2 separate regions of the Mus musculus genome follow, and region 1 is linked to region 2. Evidence: chromatin contacts called from public Hi-C data. All regions are on one chromosome and are shown on one strand. The core of a region is the stretch at or near the end of the contact, and the rest is flanking DNA. Distances in the headings are between cores, read along the strand shown.

The links. A called contact is a pair of places that touch in the nucleus more often than the background predicts.
Region 1: a Hi-C map of liver shows a contact between it and region 2, with 2.3 times the contacts expected there. The contact joins two enhancer-like sites. A contact is called at or near these places in 1 of 39 promoter capture datasets (hematopoietic stem and progenitor cells), 4 of 484 Hi-C or Micro-C datasets (embryonic stem cells and liver), 2 of 115 datasets of contacts at active chromatin or transcription factors (embryonic stem cells and pancreatic cancer cells) and 1 of 9 other capture datasets (liver).

Annotation. Positions count from the first base shown.
Region 1 is chr2:27,413,838-27,418,959 of GRCm38.p6, reverse strand. The region is part of intron 1 of Vav2 (vav 2 oncogene); the gene reads left to right. Among named protein-coding and RNA genes, the nearest start is that of Vav2, 11 kb to the left of the region's middle. Within about 2 kb of position 2,424, at least 89 of the 459 cell types and tissues checked have an H3K27ac peak or open chromatin away from gene starts, as enhancers often do. A contact at or near this core is called in liver, where this site is marked.
Region 2 is chr2:27,212,094-27,217,912 of GRCm38.p6, reverse strand. Sardh (sarcosine dehydrogenase) reads left to right here. Exons shown (of 21, transcript NM_138665.2): 16 at 2,728-2,875. Among named protein-coding and RNA genes, the nearest start is that of Sardh, 32 kb to the left of the region's middle. Within about 2 kb of position 2,147, at least 4 of the 459 cell types and tissues checked have an H3K27ac peak or open chromatin away from gene starts, as enhancers often do. A contact at or near this core is called in liver, where this site is marked.

The DNA of each region.
Region 1 (5,122 bases), core at 1,175-3,674, 200 kb before region 2:
CTGACTTTCCAACCTTGTGCTGATGCTAACGGGGTGGGAGGTGTCCTTGTTTTTCTGTCTGGCACCTGGTGCTCTAACTCAGCCTCTGGCTGCCTCCAGTTGCTTCCTACTTCCTGGTCATTGCCCTGCGATTGCTCCTCAGCCTCCCCTCCCCGCCTCCTGCTCCAGTGCTTTCCCAGGCTCTGATCTTTGAGAAGGGCTCTTGGTTCCCCCTCTCCCCATACTGGTTCGCCCCTGTCTGCTCTTTGCCAAAAAACCCTTGACAAGCTTGTCTAACAGGAAGTGCTGGACAAGAGCAAACTGCTGACCTATTTTTCTCATACTTCCTTGATGATCTCGGTCACTTAGTGCCCTCAGTCAAGTGTCCTAGATGTGGAAGCCAGGCTGGTGAGGGTCCTTTGCACATAGTTTCCTTACTTGAAATAGGATGATAGTCCCTGTCTCTCCACACCCCCACCCCAGGCTCTCAGGACAGTTTTGTGGGAGATGTATGCCAGGAAGCAGGCCTGGCCGCCTCAGGATGCTGCAGGCCTGGCTGCCTCAGGAGGCTGCATGCCCTGCCCACCCTTGTGCTGCTTACTCCAGATCCGTGCTGCATGGGGCAGCCACCTTCCTCTCCTGTCCCCTAGCCCTTGGCAGGTCAGGCCCTGTTTGTCATTCCCACTGGCCTGAGGAGGAAGCTCCTCTGGTCTCGTGTCCCTGGGTGAACTGGGTAGCTAACAACTCAGAAGTCTGAGGTGACTGAAAGAACCTTCTGCCCTCTCTGTTGCGTCTTGGGCACGTCCAGACTGCACAGGCAGAAGATGGACGTATACCACCTTTGTGTCTTCAGAGTTGTACCTAGGGACTGAATCCGTGTCTTCTGCAAGAGCAGCCAGTGTTCTTAACCTGGTGAGCCATCTCTCTAACCCTCTAGGGAGCATTTATTTCCTGACCATCCGGGCACTGAGCTGTGACTCTGGCCTTATTAATGCATGAGGGGAGGGAGAGATAAGGACTCAGCTGAGGCCCTACTGCTCACTCGCTGTGTTGGGGCCCAGACTTCTCACCAGCCAGGGCAGGCAGGCATTTGGCAGGGTCCTTAGGCTGCTGGGAAGTGGGATGCCAGGAGCCAGTAACTGAATCGAAGGTGGCCTTAGGCATGGCCTAGCTGGCCCTGTTGTGGCTACATGGCTTCCTGGCCCATCCTTCACCTGTTTCCAGATGATGGGGAGGGGACTCAACCTTATTTACAAAGCATCCACCATAGGTCATTGTGTTACAGAGATAGCTTTGTGTGTTGACCTGATAATTAGAGAAGCAAGCTGGCAGGAGCCCGGGACTGGCACTTACCCATAGGATCTTCAGGGTGGTTTCTTGGCCAGGTGATGGTGGTCCCCTTGCTTTCCGTGTTCTTGTTTCCAATTTATTTCAGTAGCTGCACTAACAAACAGGCAGCTTAAGTAAGGTGCTTCCTGCCTTCACTGGGTGCCTGTCTGTCAAGAACAGCTATGGCTCCTTTTCTGCCTTTTCTCCTTTCTCCTGTGCACTCCTCCCACCTGTTAACATCCTTTGTGGAGTGTGGTCGGTCCACAGTCCCCCGCCCCCCCGCCCCCACCCCCAGGGCTGGGATCCTAGACCCCACCCACTCACACAAAAGTGACCTATGCAGACCACTGGGGACCCACTGGCTTCATCCTGGTTCTGGCCTCAGGCGCTTGGGCAGGGTGTGATTGACATACCATCAGAGCCCTGGTCCCTCTTAGCCTAAGTCTGAATCCTACTTAACCATCTCTTGCAGATCTTATGTCTTCTTGGCTGTTGGTCTTGGGCCTTACTTTCTCAGGGAACTTTTTCCTTTTTCGAGACAGGGTTTCTCTGTGTAGCCCTGGCTGTCCTGGAACTCACTTTGTAGACCAGGCTGGCCTCGAACTCAGAAATCCGCCTGCCTCTGCCTCCCCAATGCTTGGATTAAAGGCGTGTGCCACCTTTGCCCAGCTTTCTCAGGGGACTTTTAAAGAGCCACAAGATAGAATTTGGTTAAGGACTGATTGAGGTAGCAGAGGAAAGAAGTCAAAGCTCACAAGGACAATACCGGAACTTTGAGAAGGGCTTTGTGGATAGGGTAACCCTACACCCCTTGCAGAGTTGGAGCTGAGATTCTTGCCATCATCCAGCTGCTAACAGGCCCAACAGAACAGAGTCAGCTCAGAACCTCTTGTTTGGCATTAGTCACCCCCCTGCACCAGCAAGGCTGAGCTCACCCTCAGCCTGTGATTTCCCCTGGGCACCCAGGGGCCTCCTGACTGCATAGTAGTATCCTGTGGTTGTCGCCATCTTTGGCTTTTGGCTCCAAAAGATAAACAAGAATAGCAATCCCCACAGTGTCGAAGAGGTGACAGGTCTGTGCCCAGGCTTGCTTGACCTGGGGCCAGATCTGACTGAGATTTCCTGAAGCCAGCCAGTGACAGTTTCACAAGGACAGACTCAGCTACAAACGGTGACCTGTGGTCTGTGTGTGTTTGCTATGCTTTATAGAGTTTGTATAAGGAAGGATTAAAAGAATTTTTATGGGGCCTGCGCCAGCCCTGGAGCCAACTCAAACCTGAAGCCATAAATGCCCCTCCTAGCTGCTTTTCTGTGCTTTTGGTTTGGGGCGGGCACAGTTGTTTGGTCCCCTTTTCTTCTGATATTTCTTTAGCCTTGGCGTTTCCAGGATCACAGAGCTTGCTCCGTCCGAGTCCCCTCAGCCCTTTGCCGTCTGTGCAGGGTGGGTCCGGTTGCTTGTTTATCTTCTTTCATTAGATGACCTTTCAAAGTGTTGCTGCATTTGGGGTCATGTATTAATTACATCAAGCCCTTCGGTGGCTGCATCTGGAGGGTTCTGAGGTAGGAGTTGGGCGTGGTCTTCCAGGACCAGAACCCTGTACTCCCTGGGCATCACAGATGTCGTTTCTATCTCTGTGCCTCTCCTGCCCTCCCTTCATAGGTCATCTCCCTTTTAAAAGCAGTGAGGCTTTTCTGATTGTCACTGTTGTCATACACACTGGAGCGCACAGCCAGGCACATGCAGGTGGCGTGGGCCTGTGCTGAGTGTGACATAGGGCTTCCTTTGTTGGCTAAGGAGAAGAGATGCATGGTGTTGGGCCACCGCTGGAACGCTACTGCTTCAAGAATTTTTGACTTAGGGGCCCCCCTTTCTAATCCCAGAGCCTTATTCCTGCAGGCACCTGCACCCCAGAGGTCTGAGGCTCACGTCGCTGCCTTGTTTTCTGGCCTCAGTGAGATGCAGAGGTTTGTGGTCATGTAAGAGCACAGGCCCCTATCTCTTAACTGTGTAAGATGGTGATCAGCCCAAGACCATTGCGTCACGTCTTCTGGTGTAAGGGCAGCTGGACATGTGTTGTCTACCACATGACATGTGTCCCCCAGCCCCACCCTGTTGTGGTGGGTGGAAGGTTCTGGTCCCTTATGTTCATTCAACCCTGTTCTGAGACCCACCTTCCTTCTTTTCCCACGTCCCTCACTCCCCTCCACTCCCTTCTCCCTATCAGTGCCCCTTCCTGGTCCTTACTTTGTTTATTTAGCAGCAGGGACAGGAGGGGCACAGTTGCTTGGATCTGGCCTCTTTGCACCTATAGGTGGTGGATACATGGCTCTCCACGATGGCCCAGGGTGCCTGTCTCCACCCTGAAGTGACTTGCCATTGCTTGTTTTCACCCCAGAGCACACACACAGGAAGACAGTTTGGGCAGGGCAGCCGTGGAGACTGGTAAGTTGCTGTTCCTCTCCAAGCTCAGTTTATTCGTTGCCTCCATGGCAGGGTGGTTCACCCACTCTCACCTTTCACACTCTTTAATTAGTTTTGCTCTCTGTTTATTTGAGACCGTCTCATAGCCCAGCCTGCTCGTTAGCTCGCTATATTGCTGAGGGTGACCTTGAACTCCTGATCCTCCTGCCTCTACTTCCCAAGTACTGGGATTACTTGCATATGCCACAGTGCCTGGCCCTTCTTGCTTTTCTCAGGCTTTCCTTCTCCCACTGGGTCTGCACCTCTGCTGAGGTGGTGAGGTGGTGGAGCTGCCTGAGATTCCTTAAGATTTCCGCCCTCAGTCTCCAGAAGGCAGCGTCCCCTTAACACTGGTCTCTTCTATCTGTCTTCAGCTTGGCACCTGCTACCCGATGCTCCTCCCCGAGCTGTCAGGGACAGAGATAGGTGCCCACTTCCCAGCCTGAGGAGCCAGGGCCAGACTCCGCATATGTGATGGAGGAGGGTATCCCGGTGGCTGCAGCTCTGTGACCCTGTGCTTCAGGCTTGTGTAAAGGGATCTTTTTTTTTGTTGTTGTTCCCACGTGCTTCCTAGGCAGATAGGAGGAAGATGAGGATGTCGGGTGAACTTGCTTGCCTTTCCCCTCAGCTGCTGTATGGTGTGTGTAATTACTCTTGTGGCGAGCCGCCCTGCCCTGCCAGTGACTCTTCAGCTCTGTGCTTCGTGCTCTGGTTGACAAGTCCCCTCTTCAGCTGCTCTTAGAGGTGGGGCACGTTCCTGTAGGAGTGAGGCAGCGCCTCTCTAGCTGCAGCCGTCTGGGGCAGACTCTAGCAGTGGCTGCTTTTAATAATGACGTGGCTCTTTGGGTGGATCTCGGTTTTTTCCAAGATTAGTTGATGATGTAATATTCTTGTATCCCACCCTGGAGCCCAGACCTGTCCTGGCATTTTTGGGAACATGAGCGTTTGAGATGCGGTGCAGAGTCGGGTGGCAGGGCTGGCAGGCTTCAGGACTGTTTGTTTAGCAGGTGCTAAGAATGACTTGTAAGGAGAGGGTGGGGAGTGGTAAACCCTGGCTGTGTGTATGCACAGCCTTGCCTATGTGTACACACACACACACATCTCACTCACATGTGCACTAAGGCTTGGCTGCTCTGTGCAGTGGGCTTCCTAGGAGTGAGGGTGTGTGGGCGCTGGCTGGGTGGGACTGAGTCACTGAGGACTGTGCGTCCTGCCGGCCAGTGTGATCTGGGTCTCAAGGCTGGGAAGAGTCATTCATGGCCCCTGGTTGTTTTGGTGGTGTGTCTGCTCAGGGCCCCATGAACCTCATTTTGCTCGATAAACTGTCTACCCTATTGATGCTAGTGAATGAGA
Region 2 (5,819 bases), core at 898-3,397:
TCAGTCCCCTTATCCCTGTGTGTGATGTGGCCGAGGTCTGACTTAGCTGGGGGTTAAACCTCGGACCAAGCACATCCCAGCAAGTGCTTTATCCTAGAGCTACATCCTCACCACCCTTTCTTGTAATTTTAAAAGTTGAGACCTTAGCTCTCTGAGCCTCAGTTTCCCTACTTGTGAGATGGGGCCTGGTGAACTTACCTAGCCAGCTGCTATGGGAACGAGTAAGAGCTGAGAGGAGCCAGGAGGTTGTCTGCAGTCCCCCAGGGTTGTCTGCAGTCCCCCAGGGTTGTCTGCAGTCCCCCAGGGTTGTCTGCAGTCCCCCAGGGTTGTCTGCAGTCCCCAGGGTTGTCTGCAGTCCCGCAGGCCTCAGATTCCTTATCTTGGCAACGGGGACCTTGCTGGAATCTGCCACAAAAATGCCTTGTGATAAATTCCCTTGTACCTCCCACCTGGTGCACAGTTCCTGGAGCTGAGTGCTTGGGGGAATCATACACCCAGGAGACGTGACCAGATGATCCAGTGAGCCCCAACCCCTGGAGGCTGTGGATCCCAGAGACACCCCAAAACAGCAAAGAAACGGCTCCTGCATTGACACGGGTCCCGTGATGAATATGTATCTCATTAAGGATGTGTATATTTAATATGCATGTTAATTATGTATGTGACTCAGAGCTCCAGTAAGTCAAGAGAATGTGACAATTTACATGTGATCAAGGCTGTGTAGCAAGCAGCTGTCAATCTTGGAAGCAATTTTAAATTATCTTTATTCATCTTTCTTAATATTATAAAAGGTGTACTTGCTTGTCAGAACACACCGACATAATGAAAAAGGCATCTAAGACCTGCCACCTACAAAGCTTATCGCACACCTGGAAACGGTAGAGAGGAGCCTGGGGTGAGCCTCTGCCCCTGGCTCATGTGGATCTGCCTTTTGCCATGTCTAGGGCACTCCCTGCATTGCCTCTATAGAGCAGCCTAGTGGGGATGGTTGCTCAGGGCAAGCAGGCACATCACTGACAATTGGTAGGGAACTCAGCCTGATAACAGAATGTAAGCTGAAGTATGAGAGAGAGAGAGAGAGAGAGAGAGAGAGAGAGAGAGAGAGAGAGAGAGAGAGAGAGAGAGAGAGAGAGAGTCATGGTAGGAGATTCTTTGGCCTGGTGTTGAGGACACTGTCCAAAATTCAAGCATCCTCTGGGAACTTCACAGGGAGCCTTCTGCTTGTGATCTCTCTCTCTCTCTCTCTCTCTCTCTCTCTCTCTCTCTCTCTCTCTTTCCTCTCCCCTCCCTCCCTCCCTCTCTCCCACCTCCATCTTCCTCCTCTCTCCCCTTCCTCCCCTCTCTTCCCCTCTCTTCTATCCCCCAGTGCCTCTTTCTTTCTTTTTTTTTAGTAGGTGCTAAAACTTGGTTTTGAAATTTTATTAAAAAATATATTTGTAAACATATGAAATTTAGGATGAAAAATGCTCATTTTGAAACATGTAATAACTTAATATTTGCAAACATACACAGATGGTATAAAATCCACACCACTAAAAAGGTTAATGAGGCCAGTGCCTCTTTCTTAAGAGGAGGAAGGGAGTGAGGCTTTGGTGGGCCCTGACTGGTGCTCTGGTAGCATTTTGCCCCTGAAGGCTCCCTGTGCTGGGACCAGGCCCATTGTACAAGGGAGAAAGGAGAGACTCAGAACATGAGCAGATATTGTAGTAGGACAGGCTGGTCAGAGCCTGTGTGCCTCCCAAGACTGCATCCTTCCATGGATATGTGTGTTCCTGTGAGGTGTCTCCAAAATAAAGGTGTCAGACTTGAGGAAGCAGGCCTCTGCCCACCCATGGCTCAGGGAGACTCTTCTGGGTGTTATTACCGCTGAGAGGAGTCTGGATGGAGGGACAGGCACAGTGCTTGGGTTTGGTTGTCATAGATTCAGACTACTACTGAGCTCTGCAGGGTGAGGAGTGGGATGAAGAAGGAAGTCAGAAAGATGGGGTGCACATAGAAGCCTCCCACCCTGCCTTCCCTGTGCCAGGCTCCACCCACTCAGGTCCAGGGGGTGGTAAACACAATGAAAGGTCCAGGGATACCTGACTGCCACAGGTCCTGGCACCCTTGCCAATGACAATTCTGTGAACCCTGAATCCCAGATGGGACCAGGAGGTTGGTGAACTTGTTTACTGGATCTAAGGCCACAGAGTTGTCCAAGGTCATTAAGCTCTGAGGCAGCATTTTCCCAGAATTCCTGGTGGAAGTGAGCTGATGTCCAAGGGCAGAGTCTCAGGGCCAGTGTGGCTCTGTAGTTGTCCACGGCCATAGGGACAGTGGGTTTCATGTATTCCCAGCACATGTCTCCTCTCTGAACTTCGGTCTCCTTTTCTGAAGTCTGGGGGAGTTGCTCACTCTGGATTAACACTCTGTGTGAAGGCTTCAGAATGGCAGAGGCAGGGACAAGGATATGGGGTGTATTATGATGGGAATTATAAGGACATGAGACTCAGGAGGGAAAATACTTGTCTGAGTCCACTTTTACCCTAGTGGTTGAGGCAGGATAGATACCCCCTCTCAGACCTGAAGGCACCAGAGTTTTAACCATTTGTCTAAGAAGCAGGAAGAGGCCCTTGATATTGCTCATTGGCAGAAGCAAGCTATACACTTTCCTCAGTGAGAGTCTGGGGCCCCTCACTGTGTTCCCTGTTCCAAGGTCTTGTTCTAAACCTGTTGCTTCTCCTCCAGGGGATTGCTACTACCTGGCCGTGGGTGGGGCTGTGGCCCAACACAACTGGTCCCACATAAACACGGTGCTACAGGACCAGGAGTTCCGGTGCCAGCTTATGGATAGTTCTGAAGATCTGGGCATGCTCAGTATCCAGGGCCCAGCCAGGTGAGTGAGGATCAGGACCTGATACCTGGGTTATCTAGGTCCACCTAGGCTCCAGTCCCTCCAGCCCAGCTCATGGGCATAACCACTCCTCTGCATGTTGGACACTCTGCCTAATTGGGACTGAACAATTTTCAAAGTATCAGTCTTAGGCTAGCCCTGTGCCGGGATCAGCTTGACTTTAAAGCCTTGTGTTCAGTGAAGACTCCGTGGAGGCTTCATTCCCATAAATGGGCAGAGCCAGACCAGGGGTGGACTTATTCCCGTTTGTAAATGGAGAGGTCATCCCAGGTGGATGACCCTGGTCCTCTCTATAGGCCAGACAGGGTCGTCCACCACTCAAGTACCCTGTAAGGGAGCCTTGTTTTGGATGCAGGAGGAATCCTATAAGGATCCCTGGGTGCTACTGAGGGTCTCAGGCACAAGGATGTGTGGCAGGTGTGCACCTGGAAAGATAACTCTGGCAGAGCTTGGGGGGAGGGGCAGGATAGGGAGACAGGAAGGAAAAAAAATGAACAATGCATTGTGAACAGCCACCAACTAAGTCCAGCCAGTTGTGGAGCTGACCTGGCCTCCACTGCTGATGCTGCTCAGAGACCTGTGGAGGAGAAGGGTGGGGGAAGGGAGAGACGGAGGGGTGGGGAGGTGCTCTGTTGCTGTGATGGAATATCTGTAAAACAGTTAACTAGGGGGTGAAGGGCTTGTTTTTAGTCATAGGATCAAGGGGACAGGGGCAGAGAGAGAGAGAGAGAGTGAGAAGGACAGACAGATTCAAAGGGATAGGGGAAGGATGTGGGGGAGAGGAGAGAAAGAGCAAAAGGGGAAAGAAGAGGGAGAGCAGGAGATCATGTGACAAGGGCTTATGACTTTTCCTTTTGTGTTCTATCTGATGCCCATGCTGCCTACATTCAGAGCTCCAGGGAACACACTTGGATGCTCTCCCTCTGAATCTCCCAATTTCCCTCCAGGCCAAGCAGGGTGATGTACATCCCAAGTGTCTGTGAATGTTCTTTTTCTTACTGATGGAACAGAGGTGGAGACATTTGCCAGGGCCACACCGTTTCTGGGAAGGGAGGCAGAAGGACATGGGAAGCCTCTTGACCTTTCAGGTGTTCTCATATCCTCATCAACACACTAGTCGCCAAGTCAAACCGTCGTGAGGAGCTACACCTTGGTTAACCAGCAGGGCCTGCCATGTGCTGCCCAGAGACGGACCCGTGCTTGGTGCTTGGTGGAGCCCCTGAGCCTAGATGGGAAGTAGAAGAAGGGAGAGACAGGGAAGAAGGGAGTCACTTCTTGGGGGTAGGGGCCCCAGGGGACCAGTATGACAAACTTGGTTGTTTGGTGACATCTCTTCCTCCCTGGGTATCCTGCTGGGACTCTGGCTAGTGTGCTTAGACCCTACCCTGGCACCTTGGGGTTGACCAAACTAGTTACTTCTTGCTGAGTCCAGATCCTGCCCACTGCTCTGAGAGCAGGAGAGGCACCAGGTAAAACAAGTCTTTGCTGAGCCTTCAGGGAGGCCAGGAAGAGGGAGTGGCAGGTGTTGTGGACAGCACTGCAACCGGTGGGGGCACGAAAACCATTTACTCCAGAATTTAGAGGGCTTAGCATCTGGCTGCAGGGGCCAGTGGTGCTGTGGGCATGGCTTTCAATACTCCTCCTGGGTGGGGGGAAGCCCATATGTCAACCTGAAGGAGTGGAGTTCTACCTGCTGCATTAGAGGCCCTTCCTGGCCCAAAGGAGACTCCAGCTTCATTGCATGCTGACCTTGGACAGGAACAGGCTATTTTTAGAGTAAGGGAGGCCAGTGGGTGAAGCGAGATGGAAGGAGTGAGGATACCAGGCAGTCTGATCAAGATGCAGCCCCAGGGAGCAGCTGGGGGCAGCCTCCAGGCTGGCAGCTCCCCACTCTCCAACCTCTTTCTCACCTCTTCCAGAAGGCTCTCTCCTGTTTCCCATATAATTAGTAATGTCACTAGCTCAAATCGAACAGGCCTAGTTCCTAAGCTACGTGGGGAGCACTTAGCACAGCACCTGGGTTCTGGGAGGTACTGTACAGCAGCTGCCGAGCCTTCACTTGGCTCTTGACCCCTCTGTCTGCTGCATTTCTCAAGTTGATGAGCTTCATTCAGTTCATACAGCCTCCTATAGTTGCTGGGGGCAGACAGAGCTATGTGGGATGGCCACAATTGTCACTCAGCATGAGCCCCAGGTGCTAGATACATGGTTTTGTGATTCTATGAGGGTTCTCTAAAGCTCCACTTGGCAGCCACAGCCAAGGCCCAGGAGGTGCTGGGACTGGCCCCTAGGACTCCAGCTGGACTCTTTCCCCAGGCCACCTGTTCTCCAATGAAGGACTATAACCTTGGCAGACCTGGGTGGCTGTCCTCTGGGGCTGACACCCCAGCCTTCGTCACAGTCCTTCAAGCCCCACTTTAGAGGCTGTATGTAGTGGCATCTATGCCTCATGAGGAAGAAAACACAGCTCTGTATTCTGCCAGACTACCTCTCTGCTGTGTGGCTGCCCCCGGGGCTGTGGGAGCCTGGGTTCTAGGAGGTCTGGAGGCAGCAGAGCAGAGCTGAACCTCTAGGGCTAACACCACGTGGGGCTGGGGTTACATAAGGATCTTGGCAGAAGGCAGTGGCTGAGCACCTCAGGCGGGCGTGGGTGGCAGCTCCCAGCTCTGTGGGGTGGGGATTTGGGCTGGCTGCACTTCTGAGCACTTGCTGCAGCCCCCTGGGACCCCTTATGGTTAGAAGTGGGCGTGTCTCCAGGCCTAGGGTACTTGCTCTTCTGCCTGTGTTGAGCCCAGAGGCTTGCAGTTGGCATCACTCGCCAGATAACTGTGTTCAAGCAGTAGGCGGTGTAGGGTCCTATTGCCCTGGCTTAGAGGGCTGGGCACAGCAAAGAGAGAGAAAAATGGCAGACACCTCTGTAGTCACA